2 separate regions of the Mus musculus genome follow, and region 2 is linked to region 1. A link is a contact called in public promoter capture Hi-C data. All regions are on one chromosome and are shown on one strand. The core of a region is the stretch at or near the end of the contact, and the rest is flanking DNA. Distances in the headings are between cores, read along the strand shown. Region 1 holds the start of Hcn2 (hyperpolarization-activated, cyclic nucleotide-gated K+ 2). Region 2 holds the start of Arhgap45 (Rho GTPase activating protein 45).

The links. Capture Hi-C pulls out chosen DNA fragments and counts their contacts.
Region 2: a promoter capture Hi-C map of pancreatic islet shows a contact between it and region 1. The contact joins the promoter of Arhgap45 here to the promoter of Hcn2 in region 1. A contact is called at or near these places in 1 of 39 promoter capture datasets (neural stem cells), 1 of 115 datasets of contacts at active chromatin or transcription factors (pancreatic cancer cells) and 2 of 9 other capture datasets (liver and pancreatic islet).

The regions. Positions count from the first base shown.
Region 1 is chr10:79,713,648-79,720,793 of GRCm38.p6, reverse strand. Hcn2 (hyperpolarization-activated, cyclic nucleotide-gated K+ 2) reads right to left here and starts at 4,160. Exons shown (of 8, transcript NM_008226.2): 1 at 3,575-4,160. The coding sequence starts at 4,125.
Region 2 is chr10:80,013,177-80,020,322 of GRCm38.p6, reverse strand. Arhgap45 (Rho GTPase activating protein 45) reads right to left here and starts at 3,651. Exons shown (of 23, transcript NM_001142701.1): 1 at 3,405-3,651; 2 at 2,219-2,543. The coding sequence starts at 3,497. Abca7 (ATP-binding cassette, sub-family A (ABC1), member 7) reads right to left here. Exons shown (of 47, transcript NM_001347081.2): 41 at 6,905-7,011; 42 at 6,563-6,704; 43 at 6,343-6,477; 44 at 5,991-6,094; 45 at 5,763-5,855; 46 at 5,136-5,376; 47 at 4,751-5,017. The coding sequence ends at 4,865.

The DNA.
Region 1 (7,146 bases), core at 2,911-5,410:
CCCAGGCAGTCACAACAGCTGGTAAAAAAGGCCCTGAGGCCACTCACCGTGGGTGGGGCTTCCCAGGTGGAGGTGGAGGGGTGGAAGATACCAGCCTGAGCAGGTAGAGTATAATCTATGACACTCAGGAATGATGCCAGGGTGGCTAGTGGGGGTGGGGATATCTGATATTGTACTTGAGTGTACGTTGGAAGCAGACTAGGCCAGGGCAAGGGGAGGGGTCCCGCCAGAAACCCTGAAGCGATAGCCTTGGGGTGCAGGTCCTAGAAAAAGAGGGCCTTGCCCTCTCCAGAGACTTCTTTCATAGCATGGAGAGCTTCAGGTCCCAACACTCCCATGTGGGAGGCAGGTGCATGCCCAAACCCCATATCCTCCCTGAGAATGAGATTTATTCTAGGGCCTTGATAAAGGGCACATTTCCAGGGATTTACATGCAGGACCCTGACCTCACAGGATGCAGGGATGCAGGACCCTGACCTCACAGGATGCCCTGGCCATCAAGTGTGTGTGCTGGGGGTGTGTGGAGGAGGGTGTGGCAGGCTCAGAACCAGCATCCACAGTTCTGGGCTGGGTCTATGGGCTTCTGAGGCTGCCTGGCTCTCCCCTCTCCCTTCCTCAGGTATCCGCTGCTCTGATTCCCAGCTTGAGCATGGACATCCAGGCCTGGAACACTTCCCCATAAGAACCTTCAAACTTGCTTCTCCATGAACCTTCTCAGGGCCAGGGCTGACGCTCAGAAGCAGCAGGTAAAACCGGGTGAGGTGGTGACTATCTGTGATCCTAGCAGGTGGGAGGATGAGGCAGGAGGATTGCCGTAAGTGGGAGGTCAGCCTGGGCTACAGAATGAGATCTCAAATTGGGACATCAGTGGGTAGCACACTCTTCTAACATGCACAAAGCCTGGGTCACAATTCCAGCAACACAGAAACTGAGCATGGTGGACCATTCCTATCTCCTCCCTAGCACTCAGGAGGGTCAGGAGTTCAAGGGTATCCTCCATCAGAGTGAGTTTAAGACAAGCCTGAGCATCAGGAGACCCAGGACCACCCCAGGAAAAAAAACCTGGGAGCAATGAGATAGCTCATTGAATAAAAATGCCTACCACCAAACCTGATGAACTGATTGGATCCTAGGACCCACGAGTTAGGAGAGAGCTGGCTCTGCATCCTGCCTTCTGACTAACAGCACGTAAGTACCATGGTGTCCCCAGACACAATATGTAAATGGAATAAAGATTGAAATACTAGAAGATCCTTCCAGACACATCAGACACCTGTCCCCGTCCCCCACACCACAACCTCCTCGAGTCATGAGAAGTTGAGGCAGAAAGGCCTAAAGTGATCTCCAGGCACCCTGAGTCCTCGGGGACTCTAGGATGGAATTCTGCCAAGAACCTGGCTCCTCTGGGTCCCTGTAGACTGCATGCCGCAGGCAACCAATACCCAAAGGCCCTGACATCCCACAGCCCTGCCTCCCTTGCTGTTTGCAATGACTCCCCCTCTCCCTCCTGCCGGGCAGGGAGACAAAGTCACCAACCTAGTCACCAAAGTCCCATCCAGATGTCAGGCATGCCAGCCAAGTCACAGGACTGAGCCACTAGGGAACCAAGTCAGAGCCAACACGGGGAGCTGCCCAGTCCCTGGGTAGGGATGGAAGATCCCTGCCCACTACTCGGCATAAGGAATTAAAAAATACACATATTATGTACATAGATATTGCCCACCTGAGGTATAACAATGTCTGAACGACTTTTCCTATCCTCGGGGTAGGATCTTCTTCTTTTTTTTTTAATGTTCAATTAATACTGTTGGGCTTAGTGGTACACACCTGTTATCCCAGTTACTCAGGAAACTGAGGCAGGAGGATGCTCAATTCAAGGCCGCTGAGCAACACAGTGAAATTCTGTCTCAGAACAAAAAGTAGAAAGTGGGCTGAGGGTGTGCAGGGTTCATCAGTAGAGGGCTAACCTGGACTTCATCCAATCAATCAATGTTTTAGGCGACAACACACTTGGTGTTTCCAACAGCCCCTAGAGGCTCTGGAGACCATCTTGGTCAACATTTAATCAGAAAGTTCTGGAAGGGCCACAAGTCCCCAGACATGAAAGGTGGGTGGCCCCAAGTACTAGCTTTGAATTTTGATGGCCACACTGACTCCTCTAACCCCAGGTACACCCTTGCTCCCCTTCTGTTTGCTCTGGTTCTCCGGGCAAGACTCTTGGTCTGTGAATCTCTCCATAGTTGAGGGCTATGGCAGCCACAGCATGCACAGGGCCCGGCTAGCACCTGCACCCACAAGGCCTCAAGGTAGGAGCTCAGTTTCTTCTCAAAGCCTCCCATTCCCACGCACCTTCAAACCAGCCACAGGTCAGGACTGCAGGCAAGAACCCAAGCCTAAGGGTGGCCTTATGTCCCCACCTCTAACCTGGGCATAAGGCACTCAGGCTAGGGTATTCAAGAACAAATCCTGTTGGCTCTAACCCCTGGGCATCTTCCCCACACCTAGGTTCCTGGTAAAGGTGGCATTCTGGTCTCAGGGAGGTTGTTCGTGGGCCTCTATTTGCTCAATTATCAAGCACTGGAGAAGGGACAAGCAGGAGCCGCCACAGGTCCTGGAGCTGTCCGTGGTCCTGAAACTTCAAGCTACAGTTTTCGGGATAGGGAAGCATCCTGTCTTCAAATCTGCACCCTAACTGTCACCGCAGATAGGGTCATTAGCCTGCATCCCTTGCACGCAGCTCTCCCTATGGCCCTCGAGTGTACACCCACTCGGGACACACGCGCGCGCACAGCTAGCATCCCAACAGGTACTTCTAGAGACCCACCAGCCACACCTCTAGGGACACGCCTCCCCTTGATCCACCGAAACACGCCTCCCCAGGACCCTCTCGGGCATCACATCACAAGCTCGCTCGGAAAGGAGAGACAGACGCAAACACTCGGGTCATGGCCCTACGCCAGCTTCTTTCGCTGCACGCAGCAGCCAACTCAGGCCACGTCCGTAGCCACACACCCGGGATGTGTGGGTACTCGGAACGCGCCCGCCCCGGGCGCAAGTGGAGACCGTGGGAACGCGAGGCGCCCGCTTAATAACGCCCTCCCCGAGGCCTCCCGAGCGCGTCCTTTCCCATGCGTCCTTCCTTATTTCTTCCTTCTTTCCTTCCCTTCTTTTCCTTCCTCCTCCTTTTTCTTCCTTTCTCCTTTCTACCCATCTTTCCACCCTCATTTCTGCTCCGCGGCCTACGGGCACCCACGTTCCCCTCTATTCGTCCTCTCCACCCCTATGCGCTCAGACCCTGGCCCTGAGGCCGCGGTTCTCGCCCACTGCAACTAGGGCGCGCGGGAGGGGGAGCGCCAAGGACCCCCTCACTCCAGGCCTCCAAAAGGGCGGACCCTCTGCACACCAGGGTCCCTCGGGGGTGGGTCCGGGTCGAGCCCGAGGTCACCGCGAGGGGACTACCCCCCATCCTCGGCCCGGTGACTCGAACTGCCACCACCCCGAGGTCACCATCCGGGACGTGGCGCCCCGCCCTCTCCCGGGCGCGCCAAGGACGGGCCCCTCCCGGAGGCGGCACCTGAAGTCGCTGTAGGGGTGGATGATCCAGGCCCCCGCCGACTTCACGCGTTCCTGCTCGCGCTCCACGGCCTTCTGGCTGCCGAACATCCGCAGGGAGAACTTGTTGACGCCGGGCTGCAGAAGCGCCCCGAATTGGCGCTGCAGGAAGCTAGCCTGGCTGCCGCGCGGCTCACCCGCCGGGCCCGCCTCCTCGCTGCCCGCCTCCTCGGCCGCCGAGGGCCCGGAGGCCGCCCCGCGGCATGAGAACGAAACCTTGGGGCCGCGCGCGGGGCCCTCGGGGCTGCACTGCGGCTCCCCGCGCCCGCACTCGCCATTCGCGCCGCCCTTGGCCGCGCCAGGGGTGCAGGCGCTGTCGCGGCTGCAGAGCCGGGCGCGCGGGCCGGGCTCGTCCGCCGACTCCGGGTGCGAGGGGGTCGTGGGGTTCGGGGGTGGCGCGGGTGGTGGCTGAGGCTGAGGGGGCGCGGGCGGCGGCGGCGGTGGCGGCGGCCCCGGCGCAGGGGTCGTGCCCGGACTATCGCCCGGCCGCCCGCCGCCCCCGCGCGCATCCATGGCGAGGCGGCGCCGGGCAGTGCGGAGCGGAGCGGCCGCCGCCGCCGCCGGCCGAGCCCGAGGGAGGGCGGAGCCGGGGGTGGAGCCTCTGCTTGCGGGGGAGGGGCGGGGGCGGGAGCCCCGCCTCCACCTGAACCACCCTCACCCCACACAGGGATGGATGGGGAAACTGAGGCTCTGGCCAGCAAGCAGGCTCAAGGTCAGTCAGCCCCTTGAGACCTTGGAGATGCGCTCAGGCTCGGTTCCCCAGGGGGAAACTGAGGCCAAGGACGAACCCAAGGTCACAGAGCCCAGCCGGCGGGCCCCTGCCTTGACGCACGATGCAGACCAAGCCCTGGTCCACTCTGGGGTTCCTCCGCGATCTCGAGGACACCGCGGGCGGGGCAACCGCTGACGCTCACCCCTCGGGTGCCAACTCCTTTCTCGGTTCAAGGTGGCAGATTCCATAATAAAAGTGTGTTCCCGGAGGCTACCATATCTCTGGCTCTGTCGCTTTCACCGCCTCCAAGGCAGAAACCTATGAATATTTGTGAGAAGGGCTGAGATCATTCTGGGTTCTAATCTCAGCCCATCTCCAAGCCCTACTTGTGGGGAAACTGAGGCATGGTCAGGCAACAAAAACAGTAGCAAGACTCCTGTGGCTTCTGGCGACTTCTCCCTTAAAAAGTGAGGATCCCAGGTTAGGTAGTCCTTAGCGGTCTCCAGGGGATCCTGGTTCAACTTCTGCCTCTGTACATATACCCGACCCCTACTCTCTGCCACCTTGACTCAGGCATCAGTTACATTCCACACTTTACCCCAGGTCCGGGGAGACATTGGCTCCTGGGGGTCCTAAGGCTGTGGCCTGAGGCTGGAGCCAGGTGACACTAGTTCTGACTCTAAATTCCCACCCTTCTTCACCAAAGAGTGGAGAGGATTTTATGACAGGATGTTGGGGAGAAGGGAGGAAATACAGGGGAAGAATAGCTGTGAACTGGTGGGAAGAAAGTTCTCATTCAGGAGACTCTTGGGACCTTCTTATGTCCCCTCTGGGCATCCTTAGATTCTCCCTTATTTCCCTGGACCCTAAGTTCACTTAAATCCTTCTGACCTTTTACAAACTCCCCTGGATGCTTCTGGACCCTTTCTAGACCCTTTTAGATCTTCTGGGTCCCTCTTAACTTCTCTTGGACCCTTCCAGCCCTTTATGGGTCATCAAGGTCCCTACAGCCTTCACTGTTTCTGGCCTGACCTCATATTTAGCTATTGGTTGAGTGTCTCAAGAATGGGGCTATGACTTCTGTCTGCTCACAGTAGGTGTCCAGTGATGTTGGATGTGCCATGCCAGCTGCATGCCCTCATCTGACACAGATGGGCTGCCCCGACCCCGGGGACTCTGGAGCTGCCCCTGGCACCCCTCTGGCCTCCACTTTTGAACATCACAGTTGACAGTGCCAGGCTGCTCCGCCCCAGGGCACATGCCTGTTCCAGATGAAGGGGGATCTTTTATGTTCACCCTGGGAAGATGTCAGCTGGGCAGGTCGCCAGAGCTCCAGGACTTGTGGTTGAGTGCAGGGGAGGAGGCAGCATGGCTACTGGCTGGCAGAGGACCTGCCATGCCAGGAGACTGCTCTGCCAGGCAGCCCTTGGGCTCACAAAGGATTCTAAAAAGAGCCAGGTGTCTTCTTTTTCTTTTAAGATTTATTATTAAATTTAAGTACACTGTAGCTTCAGATGCACCAGAAGAGGGCGTCAGACCTCATTATTGGTGGTTATGAGCCACAATGTGTTTGCTGGGATTTGAACTCAGGACCTTCAGAAGAGCAGTCAGTGCTCTTAACCACTGAGCCATCTCTCCAGCCCTGAGCCAGGTGCTTTCAACGAGTAGAAACTAGCTGTGGCTACCTGGTCTCCCCATGTCCATGCTGACACATGAGGTTTTTTTCTGATATTCAGTAAGTGAGTGGCTCAGGGCTGATGTGTATGTGTGTGTATGTGTGCATGTGCAGAAGCCAGAGGTCAACCTTGGGTGTCATTACTCAGGAGCTGTCCTTACTTATTTAGCTACGTTTTTGTCTTTTAGATGTATTTGTCTCATTTTATTTGTCTTTCTGTCTGTCGGTCTGTATGTATGTATTATGTATGTATGTATATATGTATGTATGTATGTATGTATGTATGTATGTATGTATGTACACCACATGCAAGCATGGTCCTTAACGAAGCCAGAAGAGGGTGTTGGATTCCCCTGGAGCTGGAGCGATTTGGAGCTATGAATGATTCTGGGAACCAAACCCAGATCACCTGCAAGAGCCATAAATGCTCTTAAACTGCTGAGCCCTCTCTACTCTCTAGTTTCAACCCCAGCCTTTGGGAGGGGTCTCTAAGTTTGAGGCCAGCCTGATCTTCATAGTGAACTGCAGAGTAACCAGTGCTACTTGATGAGACCCTGTCAATCAGTTAATCAATGGTTGATCAATCGGTTAATCAATCGTACACATCTGTAACTTCAGTTCAGCCCTATAGCTCCCCCATCACACACAGGTACACAACCTCATCATGACCTTTAGAAAACCAAGCGAATAAATCAACAACCCAATAACCCTAGGGACCAAATCATTTGCTTCAAGGGTCTCCTTTAGACTCTTCCCTGCCCTCCCAACACTAACCAGTCATTTCCTATTCACGATTCTGGGGTATTTTGAATTGAGTCAGAACCAGGCCAGGCCAGGGAAGGCATAGACCAGATGGGGAAGCTGCCCTAACAGCATTCAGCAAGCCAAAGTTGGACTCCTTGGCTGCCAGGATCTGCATTGTGGGTTTCCTGACCTGAAGGTAAAGGGACGTCTCAGGCTCTGATCTACACACATACAGCCTGGGTGTCCACTGCACATCTTCCTGGGGTCTCAATTTCTTTGGCATATGCACATCCAGGGAGGATGGCTATATTTTATTTTTGTCTTTTGGAGACAATGGCTCATATGACATAGGCTGTAGAAGTCAGTATGTGCTGAGGGTGACCTTGAACGGATCCTTCTGACT
Region 2 (7,146 bases), core at 2,402-4,901, 300 kb before region 1:
AGATCACACCACAGCCCTCCATCCTCAAAGGCCCTCATTTGGAAGGCGGAGATTTTTGACTGTTTTTTCCGCCGTTGCACAGTGCAGGCAAGCCCAAGACCTTATGCGACATGATAGGACATTGAAGACCGTAGCTCCTCAAACCCGAATCTGAAAAAGTTCCCTGGCCTCCTGCAGACACCAAGGCCCCGGTGGAATGCCACCCCGGAGGCCATTCCCTCCACGTTTTTGGTGGTCAGAATCTGAGCCCATGTCGGGAGTTGCACTCCGATCCAGGAATCCCCGAATTCTGGTTGGGAAGCCGCGCCCCCTCCTGGGGCATTCCAGGCACGTACCCTCTGGGCAGCTGGGGTCCCTGCGGCCCCTCACATGGGCCACCTCAAGGCAGGATGGAACCTGAGATGCAGCCAAGAGGGGTGAAGAGCTCCTGGGCACCCTGGGGTTGTGCCAAGGCCCTGAACAGGCCACGTGTGCAGGGTCCTAGCCTTAAGTGGGGGGACCCACATCCTGCACTGTCCTCTCACCTCGGGCGCGAGTCTGGCAGCACAGGGGGTCATGGTCCAGCGCTGGATGCAGAGTCCCACAGACACACATTGCTCAGTAATGTATGGAGGGACAGAACGCTAGTACGTGGTCAAGGGACCTGGGTCCTCAGTGCCTAGGAGTTCTTAGGGGGGGATAGCCGACAGCCAAACCGGCTTAGGCCGGTCATCAGGCCCCGCCTCTCTCTGGGAACAACCCCACCCCTCATATCTCCATAGGCTAGCTCAAGGGCTGTTCCCTAACCACAGAGGAGGAATTTGACTGGATGTGAGGGTGGGGTTTTCAGGTAAACTGAGGCTGGGAGTTGGATGCTCAGGGCAGAGGAAGGCTTCAGAGAAAGAGCCTTTGAGGGTCCTGTGTCCACCCCCAGTTGTAGCCTTAAATGCACCGGAATCTCTGGGGACTCTGTTCTTGTCCTGTTTTAAAAAAAACCCAGGCCCAGAGCCTGGTACACGCAGAGCACCAGCGCATGTCCTATACAGGCTTGTGGGTCACAGTTAGCTGATGACCCCACGCATGCGGACCAGGTCTCCAAGGATGCCTGGGTAAAGAAAGGCCGGAGATTAAGATTTCCCCAGAAAAGCAGACTCAGCCTCCACCGGGGAGTCCAGATAAGCCCAGGGGCTCTCCAGGAGGGAGTGGCCTGCACAGGCTCCTGGGTGAGGGCAGACCCAGCCTCCACCTCCCTGGATCTCTCTGGATCTGTGGGAGGGAGTGACTGGGAGGACTGGAGCTGCGTGCTGGGCACAGCTCTGACAAGTGGTTTCCGGGGAGCAGCGGGGGGGGGGGGCGGGGGGGGCTGAGTCTGGTGCCCGACCCATCTCACTGAGCTGCCAGAGACAAACAGGAAGGAGGTGAAAATAACTCTGGAGGAAACGGACGGAGCCATCATCAACTGCATGCAGGAGAAAACGGAACGGGGCCACTCACTTCCAGTACCTCCCGTGGCCTCTGCTTTAACACCTTCCGTGTTCTGCAGTCCCCCAGTGCTGCAGCCAGGGTCCTTCTGCCTCTGCAGCCCTCTGTCCTCACACAGTGCTCCTTACATACAACCTCAGTTTCTATGTATCTGAGCAAATGCCTAAGACATTCCCCCTGTAGGACCAGGCACGCCAGCAAACTCCTACACATCCTTCAGAACTTTAGTTGACACATGCACTTCTTTTCATCCTATTTGAAACCTCCTCATATCCCCCCCCCGCCCTTTTTCTTCTTCTACCTTTTTTTTTTTTTTTTTTTTTTTTTGGCTTTTCGAGACAGGGTTTTTCTGTATAGCCCTGTCTGTCCTGGAACTCACTTTGTAGACCAGGCTGGCCTTGAACTCAGAAATCCACCTGCCTCTGCCTCCCAAGTGCTGGGATTAAAGGCGTGCGCCACTTCTCTCTCTCTCTCTCTTTCTCTTTCTTTCTTTCTTTCTTTCTTTCTTTCTTTCTTTCTTTCTTTCTTTCTTCCTTCCTTCCTTCCTTCCTTCCTTCCTTCCTTCCTTTCTTTCTTTCTTTCTTTCTTTCTTTCTTTCTTTCTTTCTTTCATTCTTTCTGAGTCAGGGTCTCACTGTAATTCTGGCTGACCTGCATAAGACTCAAGTGTAGACTCACAGAGATCCTCCTGCCTGAGTGCTGGGCTGAGAGGCTGCCCACCTCCTGCCCTCCCTCCGTGCTGCTCTGAAGATCCTCACCGTCCTGCAGCACACACTCCTTGAGCTTCTCCAAGCCCTCAGCAAAGCGGGCCACATCCGCCAGCAGGGTTGAGATGTCTTCTACGCCATCAGGGAAAGCTCCCTCAGTGGGTAACTCTGCCGGACTGGCCGCAGAAAGGGGGCTTCGGTACCCACGGCCCAGGGTCCAGGTGGCAGTGCCCGAGAGCGGGAAGCCTGCTGCACTGGCATGGCGGCTCAGGCTGGTGGGTCTTTTGAGTGTCCCTGTGCCCTTGGCTACCGTGGACAGGGATGTGGCTGGTGGCTCCAGGCCGGGAGCTTCTGTCCAATCCTTCCTGGGCAGCTCCTAGGTATGCATAGGGAAGAGGAGTCAAGGGGATCCCCCATCCCAGACACTGCCTCAGTTTCCCCAGAAAGTCCTCACAGGGGTCAGAGGTCAGTGGGCAGAGAATTTTAAGCTCCCCCCCCCCCACCTGTTACCCAACATCCTCCTGTCTATAGCTTTCACAAACAACCGTCCCTACCCAAACCACAGCCAGAGGCGGGGCCTGTGGGGCACAGGAGGGAGGGGGCACCCCACTTCCTGGTGGGGGTGGGGAGGACTCTTGTGAGTCTCTAACCCTGTAGCCACCCCAGATACCTCTACGGGTGTCCACTTTCTAAAAACATGGATAACTTCTGTGACCTGAAAAGATCATCAGGCTCCTGTGTCTCAGGACACCCCCAGACCTAGTAGAGGTACCCCTAAACCTCACAAATTCTCAAAAGCTCAGCAGGCAGCAGCAGGTCCTGGAGAAACTTGGAGACCCCCCCAATCTGCTCTGTACACCTGCACCCCAGTTCAACACCAGTTCCCCATTGGCTTTCAGAACCCTAAAATTGCCCAGACCCCATATTACAGTGTAGTCACTAGACTCCAATACCAGTTCTACCCACTACCCACAACCGTCATTGGCACACGACGGGGACATCCCTCATCAAGATGGGTGACTTGGTTGCCACCCAAGGCCATCCCTACCTACCGTAATGCGGCCTCCTAGGTTCAGGCCACTCCTTGTCGCCGGCCATTCTGCCTGGTGTGGACTATAGCTGGCCCGGTTCCCCCAGCGTGGACCCAGCATGGTGTTGTAGTTGCATGCTATGCCCATCAGTGACCACAGGCTGTGGGTGTCATCCTGGGTCCCCACCCGCTCTGTGCCCCACTCACCCCTGAGGAGGACTGCGGGTTGGGGCTCCCCGCGCGGTTCTTTTTGGAAATAGAGGGAGTTTTCATAAGTTCTCGCTTCTTCCGAGAGAACATGGTGGAGTCAGCCCCAGTGGCCCTAGGTGAGGACAGGCGGGCAACGGCAGGGTGGGAGTCTGGGGGTGGTCTCAGTCCTGCAACTCCTGGTGCAGGCTGTCTCTGGACCACATTGCTCAGGGCCACCCCCTCCCCAGCTGTCAGAGCCACACGTGACTGGCTTGGCTCTCATTGGCGCATAAGTCTCCTACACAGGAAAAGGCTCCCCAGCAGAGGGAGGGAGGTGACACCTCAGATCCGCCCCCAGTGTGACTGTCCCAAGTGTCAGCTCTTATAGGACTCTGCACACTGACTCTGACACAGGTTCCCCACAGCAGGCCACCTTCCACTTGCAGCCTGTGTCCTGTGTGGCCACCCGATCCAGGCATTAGCTGACTCTTGCTTGGGACATAACATACAGTCAAGAAAGGCAGTGTCATGTGTATACTGATATGAAAGACCAGAGAGGAGGCTGAGCAACAGGTTCACACACAGATCAAACAGACACCCCCTGAGTCCCTCACCATGCACAGGTGACCCCCCATTCCCTATAATCACCAGCCTTACAGTCTTCTGGGGACCATAGGACCTGAAGGTGCCATGCCTGGGTGGCTTCCATCCAGCAACCCAGGAGCTCCACTGCCCTGCTGGCCTCCACTTAGCTCCCACTCCCACTCTGCCCTCTATATCCCAGCTCTGAGCTTCAGGTCTCAGGATCCCCAGAGGTACTATTTAATAATTTAGACACCATGTCCCTTAACCATCCCAAACTCCACTGACCTCAGGCACACTGGGTGGCTCTCGGGGACACAGCCCAGAAAGGCCGCAGCCTGCAGTACCTAGGCCCGCTCTCCAAGCTCTGGTCCAGCCACAAACCCAGCCGAGGAGCCCCTTAAGGGTCCCGTGCCTCCCACTCATAGTTGGATGGCTGGGGGTGGGCTTGGGAGGTTGTCTCAGGATGAAGACTGGCTGGCTCTGGGGTGGGCTTCTGGTCCGGTCAGGCCAGGAAAGTACCAGGGTCCTCTATACCGTCTGGAACATTCCACAAGCCTGACCTCATCTCTACTTCACGGTCAGAAACACTCACAAGTCCCGCCCTTGGGTGTCAGACCCACATAGGTACATGCAGGTCAGGATACGTGTGACTGGACACCTGGGAAGTGTCCGTGTTGCAGGCAATTCACAGCAGGACACACGCGCATACTGTACATGTGATAGTGTATGGGACTGTACAGAGCTAAGACTCCTAAAACACAAACTCAGCCGTGGCCTCATTCTCATTCTAGTTTCTTTTTATTTCCCCCAGAGCCCAAGGCTTTCTGGGAGCCAGCGTATGGTACAGAGATCCTCTGTCTGAGCTTTGCCACTCAGTCCCAAGGCAGGCATGCTCAGATCATGGTCTCCACAGAGCTGGGGTCTTCCAGGAATCGGCTGACACGTTTGGGATGCTGCCGGCCAGGTTTGGAAACCTCCTCTTCTTCAGCCTCCTGCCGACTGCTCTCTTCCTCTTCCCCTTGGTCTTTGGAGAAATATAGGAACACCTGGCAGGGCAGAGACATGGAGGGGGCAGAAATGCATGGGGTGGGGGTAGATGTCAGCCCAGGGTCCTGAGGCACCTCAGCTCTTCCCTTCAAACCCTTTGATGGTGCCCGAAGTCACCTCCTCCAGAGTGGTCTGGCTCACAGAGAAGTCCTCCACACCGTGGGCCCTGCCCTGGGCAGCCAGCTCCCTGAACACTCGTGTCAGGGTGCATCTGCCCCCCGGTGGCAGTTGGAAGCGCAGACGGCTGCCGTGCACCTCCCGGAGTTCAGCCCCAGGGAATGTGATCCTGATGAAGGCTATCGCCGGCTCAGGCTGGTCCGGTGGGACCCTTAGAGTCAGTGTGTGGCCAGCCCCGAACCTGGAGGGGACAGGACCAGGGATGCAGGCCATGGCCCCTATTGCTCCTCGAAATCTCGATACTCCCTACTAGACCTGTCCTTGGCCTGTCTTGGACACCTGGACCCAACCCAATTCCTTCTCACCCTACCCTGCTGCGAGCCACGCCCACGAGTCTAAGAGACTACGCCCACTCAGAGGACCTGGCACACCTGTATCGAAGGACAGACACTCCTCACCTCCCCTGGACTCCATCCAAAAAGCTCCTCTGAGCACTTCCACCTTTCCAGGCTTCCCTCATACAGTCGGGCTCTGCCCCTATGGTGCATATGGCCCGCCCCTATCTTCTAGCCCTAACCACACCCACAGCACTCTTCTCTTCCCGCCAGTCCATCCTGCCCTGCTCACCTGCCTTTGAGATGCTGAGAGCTTCCCAGACAGCGGAACCGCCCGTTCACCATGATGGCCAGGCGCGTGCAGAGCGCTTCGCACTCCTCCATGCTGTGGGTGAGAGTGTGAGCACAGCTGGCCCAGCCTGCCTGCACGGGGACCATGCTCTGTTCCACCCTAGGGACCTCACCGGGTTCAGGATCACCTCATCCTGCGAGGTGGCCAGAGTGCGACCCTGGGGCTCACCTGTGCGACGTGAGCACTACGGAGCGGCCCTCGCGCACCACGGACAGCAAGCTGTTCCAAAGAAATCGCCGCGCACTTGGGTCCATGCCTGTGGTGGGCTCGTCCTGCAAAGGAGATATGGACTCTGGTGGGACCGCAGTGACAAAGCCTGTCCACTGGGACTCCGTCCTGTGTAAGCCAGAACACACTTCAATCAGACCCCACTCTGCTTAGGTAAAGCCCAAACGAAGCTAGATTTTGCACAGCTCCCCTCCCCGTCCCCCATGGCCTCCAACAGCTCAGACCCCAATTCACCAAGGCTCGGCCCCAGTAACTCCCATTCACAAACCACTCAGATCCGGTCTTCACGCACCAGAAAGACCACAGCTGGGTCACCAACCAGAGCTAAGGCTGTCGCCAGCTTCCGTTTGTTGCCTCCGCTGTAGGTACCCGCGGGTCGGTCTGCATAGCTAGGAAGGCCCAGGCGCACCAGGCCAGAGAGCGCAGTCTGCAGAACGGAGCCAGGTGAGCGTGGGCGGGGCCATACTGAGAGGGATGAGGTCCTGGTTAGCACAGGGACCGGGCATGTTCACCTGGGCAACTTGGGCCTCGGGCACCCCGCGCAGGCGAGCAAACAGTTCCAGATGTTCCCGGCCGGTCAGCAGGTCGAAGATGGCATCAGACTGGGGACAGTAGCCCATGCTGCGGTGTGCGGCAGACCGCTCCTGGGCCACGCTGGGGTGGGGACAGGAAGCTAAAGAGCTTACAGGCCACCCACGCAGGATTGCATGGGTGTCTGCAGAGAGCACAGGAGTCTCAGGGTATGTGGGCCATGCACAGAGGGGCACAGGTCCCAGGGACCTGGTGAAGGACCATGTTCACTCAAGGGACACATGGGATAGGAACCAGGGTTCAGGGTACAAGGAGCATCTTACTTGTGGCCTGCCAGTACTGCTTCACCACTGCTGGGCAGTGTGTCCCCTGTCACCATGCGGAAGGTGGATGTCTTCCCTGCCCCGTTGACACCCAGCAGCCCGAAACACTGCAAGGAACATGCAGACCCTTCCTAGCCCTAGTCTTGGGCTGCAATCCACAGCCCCCAGTGTTACCAGAAAAGGTGAGGGAGTGGGGGGCAGGGCACTAGACTCTGGGAGAGGCAGAACCGTCTCATCTAGCA